3 separate regions of the Sus scrofa genome follow, and regions 1 and 2 are each linked to region 3. The links are chromatin contacts, called in public Hi-C maps. All regions are on one chromosome and are shown on one strand. The core of a region is the stretch at or near the end of the contact, and the rest is flanking DNA. Distances in the headings are between cores, read along the strand shown. Region 1 holds the start of MTX1 (metaxin 1). Region 2 holds the start of SCAMP3 (secretory carrier membrane protein 3). Region 3 holds the start of MSTO1 (misato 1, mitochondrial distribution and morphology regulator).

Evidence for each region. Hi-C and Micro-C count contacts between places; a contact is called where the count stands out from the background.
Region 1: a contact with region 3 is called in a Hi-C map of liver, with 2.3 times the contacts expected there. The contact joins the promoter of MTX1 here to the promoter of MSTO1 in region 3. A contact is called at or near these places in 1 of 5 promoter capture datasets (fetal skeletal muscle) and 2 of 47 Hi-C or Micro-C datasets (liver and mesenchymal stem cells).
Region 2: a contact with region 3 is called in a Hi-C map of liver, with 2.3 times the contacts expected there. The contact joins the promoter of SCAMP3 here to the promoter of MSTO1 in region 3. A contact is called at or near these places in 2 of 5 promoter capture datasets (fetal skeletal muscle and liver) and 2 of 47 Hi-C or Micro-C datasets (heart right ventricle and liver).

Annotation. Positions count from the first base shown.
Region 1 is chr4:94,610,084-94,612,783 of Sscrofa11.1, forward strand. MTX1 (metaxin 1) reads right to left here and starts at 1,356. Exons shown (of 8, transcript NM_001039750.1): 1 at 1,262-1,356; 2 at 1-6. The coding sequence starts at 1,342. THBS3 (thrombospondin-3) reads left to right here and starts at 2,619. Exons shown (of 23, transcript XM_013997018.2): 1 at 2,619-2,700. The coding sequence starts at 2,683.
Region 2 is chr4:94,569,049-94,571,836 of Sscrofa11.1, forward strand. It overlaps SCAMP3 (secretory carrier membrane protein 3), which reads left to right and starts at 1,515. Exons shown (of 9, transcript NM_001185169.1): 1 at 1,515-1,797; 2 at 2,123-2,200. The coding sequence starts at 1,732. CLK2 (dual specificity protein kinase CLK2) reads left to right here. Exons shown (of 12, transcript XM_021089727.1): 12 at 503-1,036. The coding sequence ends at 688.
Region 3 is chr4:94,251,212-94,253,911 of Sscrofa11.1, forward strand. MSTO1 (misato 1, mitochondrial distribution and morphology regulator) reads right to left here and starts at 1,355. Exons shown (of 14, transcript NM_001244634.1): 1 at 1,261-1,355; 2 at 1,014-1,149; 3 at 449-518; 4 at 289-364; 5 at 1-28. The coding sequence starts at 1,344. LOC100525517 (a long non-coding RNA gene) reads left to right here and starts at 1,495. Exons shown (of 4, transcript XR_303111.3): 1 at 1,495-1,900.

The DNA.
Region 1 (2,700 bases), core at 106-2,605, 360 kb after region 3:
ATAGGTCTGCAGGGAAGGAAGCAGAAGGCAGAGAGGCCAGGGACATGGCCCCCACAGGGGAATCAAGAAAAGAAATAACATTTATTGAATACCTTTTGTGTTATGCCCTATGCTTCATAATTGCCTTACCAAAAAAAAAAAAAAAAAAGTTGACATTATGTTCTTTTTTTTTTTTTTTTGTCTTTCTGCCATTTCTTGGGCTGCTCCCTCGGCATCTGGAGGTTCCCAGGCTAGGGGTCAAATCGGAGCTGTAGCCGCCGGCCTACACCAGAGCCACAGCAACTCGGGATCCGAGCTGTGTCGACAACCTACAGCTCACGGCAACACCGGATCCTTAACCCACTGAGTGAGGCCAGGGATCGAACCCACAACCTCATGGTTCCTAGTCGGATTCATTAACCACTCCGCCAAACGGGAACTCCTATGTTCCCATTTTACAGTGGGTAACACAGGGCTCAGAGAGATGATGGACATGTCCATGATTACAAGTCAGCCAGAAAAATCCTTTCCTCTACCTTCTTTCCTGCCATTTCCCGGTGAACACTTAACCTCATTTGGAAGCACTGACCATGCCTTTCTTTGGAGTCTCTATGGACTGTTCATACTTATAACTTAGCACCAGAACATTTTATTACACTTATTTGCTGACATGTCTACCTTTCTGTAAACACCACCAGGGGAGGGACCACATGCTATTTATCTTTGCATGCCAATGTTTGGTATTTGTAAGATGCCTAATACATGCTTATTAAATGAAAGAGTGAATGAATGAGTGAACTAGTCTGACTCCAAAGCTCTATCTACAGAGCCTGGCTGTGGGCTTTTTGGTTCAATGAACAATAACCTCAGTCAGTGCTGTTGAATGAGGAGGAGGAGGGAGGGAGGTTGAGAAGGCAGAGACCTGCGGAGTCGGAGAACTCTGAGATCGTCCAGCCTCAGTAAACAAGCGGATGAAGAAAACAGCGCCCAGAGAGAAGGGATCGCTCCAAGGTCACACAGCCAATAAATGGACATGCGAGAACTAAAACTCATCTCCTGAACCTCTGACCAGCACCCGTTCCATTGCCAAACAAAAACTAGGCTGCTAATGGCAAAGGACACGGTATGTGAGTCCATACTGGCCAGGCACGCTCTTTGATTGCCTCAGTTTCCCCCAATGCGCCCGTGCTGAGGCGCCCTGGCAAAATCCGGTGATTGGCTAGTCCGAGCCCCCTCCCCAGTCCTCCAGGGCGCAGCAGAGGGCGCTGGCGCCACCCCTCACCAGCACGGCCAGACTGTCCAGGTCCACGGACGGCAGCCCCCAGCCCCCTGACCAGCAGAACAGCTCCATGGGCGCCGCCATCTTGCCCGCCCTTTGTCCCGGAAGCACCTCCCCCTGCGCTTCAGCCCTCCTCCGCGCGGATCCGCCCCCCGCCCCTACGACTGTTCACAGTGGGGAGCTGGGGGGAGGCCCTCGGGAAGGCGCTGCTTATCCCAGCCCAGAAGGCGGCCTGACGGCGTGGGGCGGAACCGAAGGCTTCGGGGGAGGGCGGCAGCGGTCCGATCCACAGGCGGCTCGCGAAGGGGGGAAGGGCTTTCATCCCGGCGCGCCTAAGAGAGTCCCGGAGCCTTGGCCGAGGGGAGCCCCGAGCCTCTGAAGGCTCAGCGGGCCCAGAAGGGGGCTTTGGGCTCCTGGGCAGGCTCTGGGTGCCCTCACAGATCTGCAAGAGGTCTGGGCTGCTTCGGGCCCCCTCAGGGCTCGGCCCCGAGCGGGGGCTGCGGGGGGGGTCCCCCGAGCCGCATGTTTTCCACAGCGCGTTATGTTTGGAGCCGGCCCCGCGCCTCCTGTCGCCATGGAAACAAAACAGGGGCGGTGGCGGAGGCCGAAGCTAGGCCGGGCTGGGGCCTGGGTGGGGGGAGGGGAGGTGGGGCTCTGGGACTGTTGCCTTGGCAACGGGAACCGAGGCGCCCCTCCGTTTCATCCGGGTCGTGGCCTGTCTGCCTGTACCCCCAAGTGTTCTCAGTCTGCCCCCCGGCCCCTGGCCTGTCCTCTGGTCTCCTCCTGTCCTTGGCGTCCCTTTCCCTATTTCTTCACTCCAGCCTCACTGACCACTGTTGTAGACTTTCCCTCCAGTTTCCACCAGACTCTTCTAGACTCCCAGGTTTTCCTAGTAATGAAGGAAAGTGGAAGCACAGGGACAAGGCATGGGACCATCACCCTAATAAAGAGCACTTGCTCTGTCGGAGGAGCAAACGTCATGCCATGTGGGCATCCCCTGGGCACTATAGCAAGCTAGTTTCAGCCACTCCCTTGGAATTCTCTCGTACCAGCTGTGGAATAATGCTCACTGTCTGGCACTGCCCCTGCCAAAGTTGCCTGCCTTCCCCAACTGTGGCTTCCAGAAGACAGTAGCATTCGGTAGCAACCCCCAAGAGCGAGATGCAGGGGAGAGGGAGGCACCTGGGGGAGAGCACCATTAGGGAGAGGCGCGAGGCAAGGAGGCCTCCAGGACTCTTCCTCAGTGCCCCTGGTTCCCGGAGCTGAGGATGCCTCCAGGGTGATTGGCAGCTCTTTGTTTCAGCCCCCCCTCACCGCCTGCCGGCCCCCCCCTCCAGTCCCTCCGCCCCCCTCTCCTGCTCTCCGCCTAGCCTTTTCCCCTCCCAGCCGCCTGCCTGCCAGGGGTAGTGAGCCGGCTGAGCGGCATGGAGACGCAGGAACTT
Region 2 (2,788 bases), core at 265-2,764, 320 kb after region 3:
ACCCAGAGGTCACTTCCTTCTTAAGGTGTTTTGCCCCTGGAATGCATTTTACAAGCAGAGAGTTAGCAAAGTAGGGGAGGAAAACTGAAAGAAGACATCTTTTGTTGATAGAAGAGAGATGAGGGAGTGGTTTTATGGAGGGAATGAGGTTAGACAGCCATGTTTGAGCCAACCAGAGATGAAAGCAATGTCCTGGATTCTTTAGGTCAGACAGAAAAGCATAAACTACCTTTGAAGAGCTTACTTTTTAATGAGGAGCTAAAGAAGATTCCTGAAGTTGACAAGGATATACAAGTAGAACTTTCAAAAAGTATGAAGGAATAATGGTGCTAGTGGGAAGGTAGAACATCAGAAATGGTTACAGTGTGGTCATGGTTAGGTAGCATTCGTAACGGTTGTCCGCAGAGCCTTGGTCCTCCAGGATTGGAAGCCAGGGCCTTGAAGAAGAAGGCAGGGTTTGTAAGGCATCGTGCCTCACCTTTTTCCTGCCCTCCACCACCAGCGGTATCTGACCTCAGAGGCAGAAGAACACCACCAGCTCTTCGATCTGATTGAAAGCATGCTAGAATATGAACCTGCTAAGCGGCTGACCTTGGGTGAAGCCCTTCAGCACCCTTTCTTCGCCCGCCTTCGGGCTGAGCCACCTAACGCCAAGTTGTGGGACTCCAGTCGGGATATCAGTCGGTGACGATCAGGCCCTGGGCCCCCCTGCGTTTCTGACAGCAGTGGGTGTCCAGTCCAGGACACTGGTGCTTTTTTATACAAGAGAACAGAACCGGAGCCCACTCCTTCCTCCTGGCTCCGTGTGTACCTGTGAATATGTGAAATAGTGTAAATATGAAAGAACTTAATACCTATTGCTTCAACCCCTGCCTTGTACATAATGCTGTCCCATCTCACACTCTTCCCGCCCTCACCTGCCCCTTCACAGTTGAGTTGGATGGGGGCAGAATGAGGTAACCAGGTGGCATCAATCCCATGTTTTATAAGGAATTTTGTACAGTCTTTGTGAAATAAAATGACGTGCTTCATCGGACCCCCCTCCCTGGAGTTTGAGGTTTGGGGGGATGCTGGGGTGGAGGGATTGTCAACAAAGGGAGTCCCATCTTACCCTGCGACATTAATCATAGGCTGCCAGTTTATCTGCCCAGTCTGTCTCAGGAGAGTAGTAATGAGTAAGGTAAGATTTCTTGGTTAGAATGAAGGGCTAATGAAGCACTTTGATCTGGAATGACGAGTTGGGAAAGAAGTTCCGATTACTATAGCTGTTAGGCCGGGCCCCAGGATAGAGCCAGAAATCCAGATTTAAAACTTACTCAATAGAGCTCCTGGCAGGCGGCCGCCGCCACCTCCACCACCACCGGCGGGTAGGTCTCCCGTCGCAACTCTCCCAAGGCTAGGATAGACTCAGGTTCTGACGCTAGGCCCGCTGGGAGGTGTAGTTCATTAGTTGAGGGACGTCACATGACGTAGGGGCGGTACTTGGCTACCGGCAACGAGAGTTGTCACGTGGGGCACTTCCTTCTTTGCTTTTAGCCGAGACGCAGGCGCAACTCGCGGCTGCTGCGGGGATCCTTGTGACCCTTCCGGTCGGTACAGCCAATCCGTGCACAGAGAAGCGGGGCGGACCGAGAGGAGCGGAGCGGAGGGAGCTCTTGAGAGCCACGGCCGCCGCCACTGCCGCGGCAGGGGCGTGGAGGGCAGGGGGCGGCCCGGGCCGCGGTTGCAAACATGGCTCAAAGCAGAGATGGTGGAAACCCCTTCGCCGAGCCCGGCGAGCTTGACAACCCCTTTCAGGTGACTTGCGCCGGCCTCCTTGGGGCATCCTGGGGGACTTCTCGGTTCTAGAGGGTCGGGCTAACTTGTATTCCCATTCTTGACATTTGATCTGAGCAAGGGCCGCCACGTGGGAGTGACGATCAGTGAGCACCTGGGGGGCGGGCCCTGCCCCCGATAAGGAGCTGGTACTGGCAGTGTGGGGTGAAGGATTGGGAGCAGATACTGGGACAACAACGTGGCCTCCAAGCTGCAGTCCTTGCAGCCACAGGCAATTGAGAAGAGGCTCCTGTGAGTTCCTCCAGAGGCACCAGGTGCCAGCTGAGCCCCAGATCTCTGCCCACAGGACCCAGCTGTGATCCAGCACCGACCCAGCCCGCAGTATGCCACGCTTGACGTCTACAACCCTTTTGAGACCCGGGAGGTGAGATTCTGAAGAGCACAGGAGGGCCAGGAAGATTAGGGTATGCCAACAAGTCCACTCTGTTGGGGTACAGTGGACTTGTTTGCACGCGAAGGAAGGAAGAAGCAGGGTGATCTTAGCTCCCTGAGAAGCCAGTCTTCCATGGGATGTCTGAACCTTCTAAAGACACCAAGACCAAAGATCCATGTGGTTTGAGCTCTAAATATCGGTCCTGGGAGAAAGAACCTGGAGTCTCTTAGTGCCTGAACCAAGGCTCTGTCTAGGGAGGCTTCTTTAGAGATGAAAAGGGATGGGGCTGTTTGGAGTTGAGGAGAAAACGATCTATGCTTAGGTGTACAATTCGAAAGCAAGAAACGAAAGTGACTAGACCTGTTTATCTCGTGGGAATGGAAAATGCTAAGAGTTTTCAGAAGTTAAGGAGGTAGCTGGAGCTCTCCCGTGCTGCAGCTGCAGCAGGTTAAGGATCTGGTGTTGTCACTGCAGCAGCTCAGGGCAGTTTTTTTGTTTTGTTTTGTTTTGTTTTTTTTGTCTTTTTGCCATTTCTTTGGCCGCTCCCACGGCATATGGAGGTTCCCAGGCTAGGGGTCT
Region 3 (2,700 bases), core at 105-2,604:
TCCAGATACCATCACTACTCAGCACTCCCTGGGAGGGATGAGAAAATCTACATTTAGTTTCAGGCAGAAGTTGACTTATCCCCCGTCACTTTGCTGGTCACAACATAAGCCTCCTTTCTGTTCACATAGTCATAGTCCTTTAGGAGAAAAAAGGGCTTTTTCCCAAAATACCATTTTAGGGCATTTTAAGATGACTAAAATTCTTTTTTTTTTTTTTTTTTTTCCTGTCCCAGTGGAGGCACTGTGGTTGTAGCACTGGGTTTAAACGTTGAGGACAGAGGTCCTTACCTCTGCACCCAGCAGGTCCTGGAGATAAGGGTTCTTGGGATAGAGTTCCTCTTTGTGTGTGGTGAGCTTTCCCTGCCTGAAAGAAATTGAAGATTGGTCAAAGTGACAGTGTCCCTGAGTTCTCCAGGTCCTCTCAGAATATCACAAATGTCACAAATACCATGCTATTGCAGCATCTAGCTGTTTGTCTCTGTAGAGTCCACCTTCTTGTTTTAGGGAGCTCAGACTACCTGCACAAAAATAACAGGCAATGTTAGGTAAAGCCGAGTCCCTCCCATCCTTCAGCTAGTCTGGTCACCTGACAACCTGCTGTCACCATCACTCCAGCACTTGGCTCTTTCAAGCTTTCTTGAATATACATGTGTTGAAATTTTTTTTTTTTTTTTTTTTTTGCCTTGGAGAACCTAGATTCCGTCCTTCTCTTCCCAGCTTAGTTGTTAGCGGTGGGACCTGGGCAAAGACCACATCCAGCGATCCTGCGGGAGTGCCGCTATGTCCAGAGGCATAGTAGCCCATCCCAGAGATGGCTCTTGAACAGAAAAGGGTTTTGCGTTCTTTCGCCCCCTCGGTGTTGGCATACTGTGGTTATCTCTCCCTATGGCTCCTTATCTCTGGTCCTTGAGTCTAGTAGAGTCGGGGTCGAGGATCTTGAAGTCAACGAAGGGTGGAGACTCCGCACGTGAAGGGAAACATTGGGAACTGCCCGACCTCGGCCACAGCCTCACCCTTCAGATCCATGAGGATGAGTCTCGGCGTGTAGGTCTCTTGGCCGTGTAACGTCCGGCCGGTACGGTACAGGACATCAGGACACAGCTCTCCTGGCGGCTCCTTAGCATCGGTCGGCCTGCACAGCGCAGCATCCTGCGGAGACACAGAGGAAAGACTGGACTCAGGGATGGCGAGAGGAACAGGCCAGAAGGATGGGCTAGAAACCCCGAAAGGCTCAGCTGAACAGCCTCCCAGAGACCTCACCTGCTGATTCCACCAGTGCGCTCCCACGAAACCCGCAAAATGTCCCAACTGCAAAGTGAGCACCTCCCGGGCCCCGCCCGCCATGCCGCGCGGCTCCACACGGCAGCAGGGCAGCTGCCGGCCCACTCGCTGCTCCTAGCCGATTGGCTCGGCCGGCTTGTGGGCGGGGGCCTTATTCCTGGCTCCCTATTGGTCCAAAAGCACATCTTTTCCCATGGGCTAAATGATTCGTTGGGCTTTAAAGACACCGCTCATCATGCCCCGCCTCTTCCTAGTGTGGACCAGTTCTGCTTACCCTTGTCGTCGAGGGGCGGTGCCCCACGGCGCAGGCCGGAAATTGTAGGCGCCGGGTCCGTTGCGCCATACTGGAGAGTCCTCCGCGCGTGTGATCTCTGCAGGTCTTGTTGGATCCCTGGCGCTGTTCCCTGAAGAATCTCTTACCTACACTTTCCGGCTTTTGGCGGCTTTTGTCTCTTCTCTCACAGGAGAATTCTGCTGGCTAATAGTGCTTCAGGCGAAAAATAAAACCTTGCCAGAAAACTTCCAGTAGAGCCTCACACACTCTCCCCGCCTTCCGGTCCAAAAGGCATAGCCTTCCTGACTTCTCACCCTGTGTACTGGCGGTGTCTGTCTATCTAATGTAAGTGAATCGGAGTACTTATTCTTTTGCGTCTGCCTTTTGCTCAATATTGTTTTTTTGTACACTTGTAGTTCATTTTCATTGCTTCAGAATAGTCCTTTGTATGAATATACCGCAAAAGATCTGCTCTGCTAATAGATTTTGGAATTGTTTGCAATTTGGGGCTATTAGGTGCTATAGTTAACATTCTTGAGCACACATTTCTATTGGATATATATATACCTGGGAGTGTAATTGTTCTGTCATAAGGATGGCTGTTTGGATTTGGGAAGTAACACCAAATTCTTTTCTAAATTTTCTAATTTTCATTTTCACCATCAGTATAGGGGAGTTTGCAGGTGATGTTCCATAACCTTGCTAACCTTTAAAAGAGAATTCCCGCTGTGGCCCAGTAGGTTAGGAGTCCGCTGAGCCCCCACCCTGGCCAGGAACTTCTGTATGCATCGGTGAGGTTTAAAAAAAAAAAAAAAGAAACTTTAGCCCTAATCATATGGGTTTTAATTTTCTTGATTATTAGTGATATTCAGAACACCTTTTTGTATATCAGCCATCAAGATATCTTTTTTTTTTTTTTTTTCCTTTTTAAGGCGGCACCTGTGGCATATGGAAGTTCCTAGGCTGAGGTTGGAATCTGAGCTGCAGATGCTGACCTACACCAGGGATTGAACCTGAATCTTCTTGGATACTAGTCGGGTTCATTACTGCTAGGCCACAACGGGAACTCCAGGATACTTCTGTGAAGTGGATGCTCAGGCCTCTTGCCCATGTTTCTTTTGGGTTGTTTTCATCCATTTGTAGGA